2 separate regions of the Mus musculus genome follow, and region 1 is linked to region 2. The links are chromatin contacts, called in public HiChIP or PLAC-seq maps. All regions are on one chromosome and are shown on one strand. The core of a region is the stretch at or near the end of the contact, and the rest is flanking DNA. Distances in the headings are between cores, read along the strand shown. Region 1 holds the start of Sh3bp4 (SH3-domain binding protein 4). Region 2 overlaps Gm19589 (predicted gene, 19589).

Region 1 (3,071 bases), core at 112-2,611, 510 kb after region 2:
CAACCATGTAAGTCACTTGCACCTTCAGGAGACTGCTTCTTTTAAGGTCGACAGCTACACTTAAGGAGTAATTGTACTCGTTTCCATGTTCTAAGAGAATATGAAATTCTACCCTCTTAGCCTTAGGTTGACCAGTATGTCTACCTGACTCCACTAGGACTACATCTAGAGCGGGGTGGGGGTGGGGGTGGGGGAAGGCGGGCAGCCCGAGTGCAAGGGTGGAGTGGAAGGGGAGCATAAAGAACACGGGAGATAGAAAACTGGCTAGTATTCCGACTCTGAAGCCCTCTCCCATGTGATCTTGCCGAATATGATAATCTGTGTTAACGTCTGAAGTCACTTAGAAAATATAAATGGTATCTGTCGCCAGCGATGATAGTGAAGATGGACTCAGTGGGCTGCTGGATTTGGATCTGTGGCAACATTGAAGACATGATTGCCACTGGTTCCAAGTGGAAGCCTTCATTCCCTGGCCTCACCACCACAGCAGTCAAAGGCTGGTTCGACCTCACTGAGGCAATCAACCCCTACAGGCCTCTGTCTACTCCCGTGAGAGATGACTCATGAGCTTGGGCTTTTGCTCCGCTGCCTCGCAGTGTGTTCATTCACTGAGCTCGCATCGAGCGTCTACTTCTGTATGTGAGTCTGGGCAGAGGAAGTGTAACTATGCTGACATGTATTCAGTTGCAATCTGCCTCGCAGGCAGCTCTCCTCCACTTGTAGTTGTTCCCTAAGCTGAGTTTTGTTTGTTTTTTCTCGGTTTTACTGCTTAACCACTCCCGGGGGATCAGAGGCTTCCCCAAAACAGAGCACCGGAGGTCTCCATCATCTTTGCTCATTTCTGGGTCCAGGGGTAAAGATCCCGAGGCCCTAACCCCACTCTCTTAACTGGCGCTGTTAAGGAAGGAGACAAGGAGTGTTGGCGGGAATCGCGCCGGAGCACTGGAGGCGCCAGTAAGCCAAGCCGCTTCTTTAAGTAAATCAGCGGCTCAGTCGGCCCCGCCCCTCCGGGACATCCCGCCCCCTTCATCCAGGCCCCGCCTTTACTAAGAACTGCCCTCCCCCAGCTCGAGGCACAGCCCCTACTTGCTCCAACCTCATATTGACCACGCTCATTTGAGCACACCCCGCCCACTTTTGCCCCAGTATCGTCTAGGCCCCGCCTCTCCGACAAAGACTCCGCCTTGAGAGTGCGATTCCGCCCCCGGTCCCTACGCCCCAGCCTGAGCTTGACCCGCCTCTTCCTCGCTCCGCCCCCAGCTTTGGCCCCGCCCCTCCCGCGGTCTCTGCTTGCGCTCCGCCCTCCTGGAGCCCGCTGTTTGCGCCCCGGCCCCGCCCGCGCTCGCGCCCCGCCCCGGCCCAGACCACCTCTGCGCCCGCTGGCGGGGGCCGAGCGCTCTGGGCTGTCGCGGCGTCTGGGCACCTCACCACCTCTGCTGCCTCGATCGCTGAGGCCGCGGTACCGGGAGTCGCGCGCGCCCCCGGCCGGGTGAGCCCCACAGGACAAGAGAACCGCAGGACCCGTGGGGCGCCATGCGAGCCAGGTAGGAGCCTAGGGTCGGACGGCGCACCCTATCCCCGCGCGCGCTGTGGCTTTGGGCAGCATCCCGGGCTCTGGGGCGCGGCTAGCCTGGAGCAGCTCCGAGCCCCTTGAGCTCCCGGTTCCCTGCCCTCTGTGGTCACAGCCCGACCTGGGCTGCGGATCGTGGTCGCTAGGGCCCGGGGCGCGGGGAGGGCGGAGGGGGTCGCGGCGCCACCCGCGCGGTTCTGAGAAGGAGCGAAGAGAGCGCGGCTTTGGGTTAAACTTGGTGACAATGCACATTTCAACTTCTTCGGAGAGCCCTCCTGGAGGATGAAATTGAAAACTCCAGTTTCTGTCTTGGTGATCGAGTGACCGCGCAGCCCCGAGGTGACAGCGCTGGGGTGTGCGGGTGGGAGCGGTTAGGATAGAGGAGCGTTGTTCTGCAAGTGCTGTTTACCGTGAAGCCGCCCTGCGCCGCCCAGTGTGTCTTGTTAGAGGGTTTGGGGGCCAGGAGGCTCCCAGCTGGGATCTGGCGTTGTAGTATGCAGGTTTGGGGGGCTTAGCGGTGCGGACTGTGGGGCTGGCTGGCGCTGGCCCTTCCCGGGTGTGGGGCGCCTGCAGATGCCGCGCGGGAGGAGTGGCGGAGAGCTGGCTGGCCGCTCTGCGTGCGCAGAAGGTTGTGGAGCCTCGTGGAGCTATGAGATTTGAAAGGGAATACCATGCTGGGCTTTATTCGTGTTTATTCTTCCCTTGTTAGTGCATCAGATTGGTGTTCTGTGATTTAGCAGCAGAAATAAAGTTCGTATAACTTTTGCTCTGATTATAAAAGCAATGAGTGTCCAGAGCGGAAATAAACACGAGATCTACGCCGATCCCACATTCGTTGGGGGTGGGGGGTGGGGATGTCGCAGCCTTGTAGATTTAATCATTGAATTATACCTGGCGCCTTCTTGCCTAACCTCAAGAAAACCCTTGCTTGAAACCCTTGATTGTCTCGTGCCCAAAGTTTGGAATTTTTGACCTGCCTTACCACAAAGGCTGTTTCTGATAGTTATGAGTACCCTTTTGATGTACTGGGGTTTCCCATGAGATGGTGGGTACAGATGGAGAGAATGGTGGTGGGAGGGCCGAAACCTCAGCCCAGTCCGTGGTTTTGGTACCGAGCCTTGTAAAAATGACAGTAATGATTCTCAATCTGCTTCCTGGGCCAACCATAAAAATTAATGGGTGGTTTGCAGAGCGTTTTTGGCATCCTTAGATGGACAGCGGCTGTATTTCAATGTGCTGGGGAGCATTTAGCTGTTACACAGTGTCATCTAGGTAGCTAGGTAAAACAAGCTACCTAGAGCTTCGCTACCCTGCCCAGGAAGCAAGATCTAGGCAGGCCCTAGGGATCCCAGAGCACACTCCTATTCTCCTGTTGGTGCTGGCTAAGTCCTTCAAAGTGAGAGGCTTGGAAGTAACTGGTCTTCTCAAGGATCCTTTCTGCAGCATCTTTTGGACTTGGGGGAGGGGGTTGTCCCAAAGTCAGGGGGCATTGGTGCCTGGT
Region 2 (2,894 bases), core at 340-2,839:
TACTTAAAAATCTCAAGTTTATAGACTCAAGGCAACCTCTTAGCTATTAATATGAACTCCTGTAAGATTCTAAGACATTGCAATGTATGATGTCACATAATAAATGTTGTTTTCCAAAAGGGAGGAATGAAGCACAGAAATGAAGTGTATGATCTAAGCAAGACAGAAAGCCAGCAGGGCAAGCATCTTGTACCTCTGGGTCCACTAGAGTACAAGGTATGTAGTGGTGGGATATAAGGTCTGAATGTATTATACAACCCCCCTCTCTGACCTTGCCTGTCGCAGTCCACATGGCCCCTCTCGTAGGCTGTCTTAGCAGACTTTTCATATTCCTGGCATCCCTGACTTCCTGGGGTCTCAATTATAGTTCCTCACCTCAGCCTCTGAGAGACTGCTTGTGGGCCACCTAATCCTGCCATGTATTGTCTTCCTTCCCAATATTCCTTTTAAACCTCTGTGGAAATCTCCATGACCCTATAACTCTTGAATCCTAAATGGCCAAAAGACCAGGATCCCATATATTTGGCAAGATGAACCACCAGCTTAAAAAGTAACCAGGCTTCCTTAAACCACTGCACTATCAGCGTCTGAGTGACTGTTTATCTGACCATAGTGAAACAAACCTGAGAAAAGCCTAGGGGTGGTGCCACACACTGTGGGCTACAGCCTTCTACCCACATCAATCCTCAACCAAGATAATTCTCACAGACATGACTACAGACCAACTTGGTGCAGATAATTCTTCAACGGAGGCTCCTTCTTCCCAAGTCACTCTAGGTTGTATTGGGGTTGACAATTTAAAAAGAAACCATGACAACAACATCTTTCCAGGGCACACCTGTAACTTAAATTCACTAACTAGGCCTCGCCTTCTACTTTGAATTCACATTACTTAATTCATCAGGCAGGTGAGAACCCTCAGAATCCAATCACTTCTCTAAAGCCCATTAGCTGGCTAACAAATGTAAGCCATAACAATACTAGCCTTTGTTCGGGGAAGAGGAGAGAGGGGTGGGGGGAGAGAGAGAGAGGTTTCTTTTCCTTTTTTTAAAGATTTATTTATTTATTATATATAAGTACACTGTAGCTGTTTTAGACACACCAGGAGAGGGCGTCAGATCTCATTATGGATGGTTGAACTCAGGACCTTTGGAAGAGCAGTCAGTTCTCTTAACCGCTGAGCCATCTCCCCAGCCCGAGAGGTTTCTTTTCTATAGGAACAAAAATCAAGGACCCCTTGCAAAAGAATTAAGAACCAAAGACAAGAAGAAACAACTTTTCTTTTCAGGAGTTCTTTTTATGAAGAGGAAAAGCAATACAATAAAAGAAGTGATGGAGGATTGGATTTTATTAAGAACATATTGAGAGTGTTCCTGGGATTGGATGTTACGGGCATGGTAACTGTAGCTGGTGGAGAAAAAAGCAGACAGTGCCAGCACCTGAGGGAGGGCTGGCGTCGAGGACCGAATTGGAAGGGTTGATTGTGGCAATGAGACATCACTATGATTGGGAGTCGTGTAGCCCACAGCCTGGACAATTGCCTGCAGTATCTCTGCAACTTCCTGTGAGTCAGAGGACGGAGGGGAGAACAGAGGCAGAAGAGGGTGACTGAGCCAGCACACTGTCCTCTGCAGCTTTGGGAGTCACGCCTGTGTGTGCCCGAGCTCCGCCGCCAACCAGCTTCCCTATCTTTGGGCAAGCTATTTAGACGTTGTGGTTCCTTGCTTCATCATCCATAGGTGAGTCAAATAATCTATGTGCCACAGGGCAAGCATGCCAGTGACATAAGATGGTATATGGAATGCTCAGGGCCCAAGAGTTTAGGACATTGGCTACTGGCATCCTCCCTGGGTTGAGGCCACTCAGTGCAGTGGAAGGTGACTGCACGTAGCTGTCAACTGAGTAGAAGGGGTTTCCAAGACTAGGAGGAAGGCCAACTTTCAATCCACTGTTATTATATAGAGTGTTTGCACTCTACATGACTTTAAGGCCACAGGAATCAATCCCACCTTATTCATTCCTTCACATTTCTCTAGTCACAGCCGCCATAATATTGCCATGCTTAGAGAGTCCTTGGGAAAAATAAGGAAAAGAGCAGGAGATCAACTCAAGAAAAACTTCTTTAAATAGTCTCCAAACCAAACCCATCTGCCCCTTGCCTCTTCCTCACAGAGTCCACCTAGTGACCCTGTGGACCCAGGAGCATCAGGGCTCTGGACTTGAAGCATCTATTTGGCATAGTGAAAATCTACATGTTTTCTTCACTGGACTCTTTGGAAATGGTGAGACAATCTCCCCCATCACATTCCTTAACATTAGATCTCAAATTTAATTGCTTAGACTCAAATCTCCAGTGAGGGCCTCCTCAGTCCTAGGAGACTCAGACCAGTCAGTCTGTAGGATCTGGATCCAAAAAGTTAAGTGTAGGTGACATGCTATTAAGGTGTTGAAACTAGATTGGTCAGGATCACCCTGTCCACAGGTAAGGTGAGATAATTTATTCTTCCATCATTTTGGTTCCCGTTCTAGTTCATCACCTGCCCATGTCATCTGGGTGGCTCCATGTCTCTTCCCCTTCCAAAGGACTGTCTTGATGGAACCTGAGCTTTGTCTTGTGACATAGTTGCAAGAATCATGGGTAGTTTCCTCACCTTTGATACCCTGACTCATTCTCCTCATAAACATAACTTTTCTCCATTATGCTTTTAACCCCTATTCTACTAACCCAAATATAGTTTTCCCTCTAAATACAGTGAAGGCTAAAAGAAGAAATTAAATAGCCTATGTGAGGGACAGATGCAACAGGCACGTGTTCTCCTTCAGTCATTTTCCACGATGCCTCACGAAGGCTTATTGATGCACATCACCTCAGGGTACTGACAAGGAGCCTATGC

The links. HiChIP or PLAC-seq counts read pairs in DNA pulled down with a chosen protein or histone mark.
Region 1: a contact with region 2 is called in a FOXA1 HiChIP or PLAC-seq map of pancreatic cancer cells. The contact joins the promoter of Sh3bp4 here to the enhancer-like site in region 2. A contact is called at or near these places in 4 of 39 promoter capture datasets (embryonic stem cells, hippocampal neurons and liver), 1 of 484 Hi-C or Micro-C datasets (cerebral cortex), 6 of 115 datasets of contacts at active chromatin or transcription factors (the NIH/3T3 cell line, astrocytes, differentiating embryonic stem cells and 3 more) and 2 of 9 other capture datasets (embryonic stem cells and liver).

Annotation. Positions count from the first base shown.
Region 1 is chr1:89,069,054-89,072,124 of GRCm38.p6, forward strand. Sh3bp4 (SH3-domain binding protein 4) reads left to right here and starts at 1,362. Exons shown (of 6, transcript NM_133816.3): 1 at 1,362-1,544.
Region 2 is chr1:88,555,037-88,557,930 of GRCm38.p6, forward strand. It overlaps Gm19589 (predicted gene, 19589), which reads left to right. Exons shown (of 6, transcript NR_037971.2): 2 at 121-216; 3 at 1,289-1,739; 4 at 2,173-2,282. Among named protein-coding and RNA genes, the nearest start is that of Gm19589, 5.0 kb to the left of the region's middle. Within about 2 kb of position 1,590, at least 33 of the 459 cell types and tissues checked have an H3K27ac peak or open chromatin away from gene starts, as enhancers often do. A contact at or near this core is called in the NIH/3T3 cell line and pancreatic cancer cells, where this site is marked.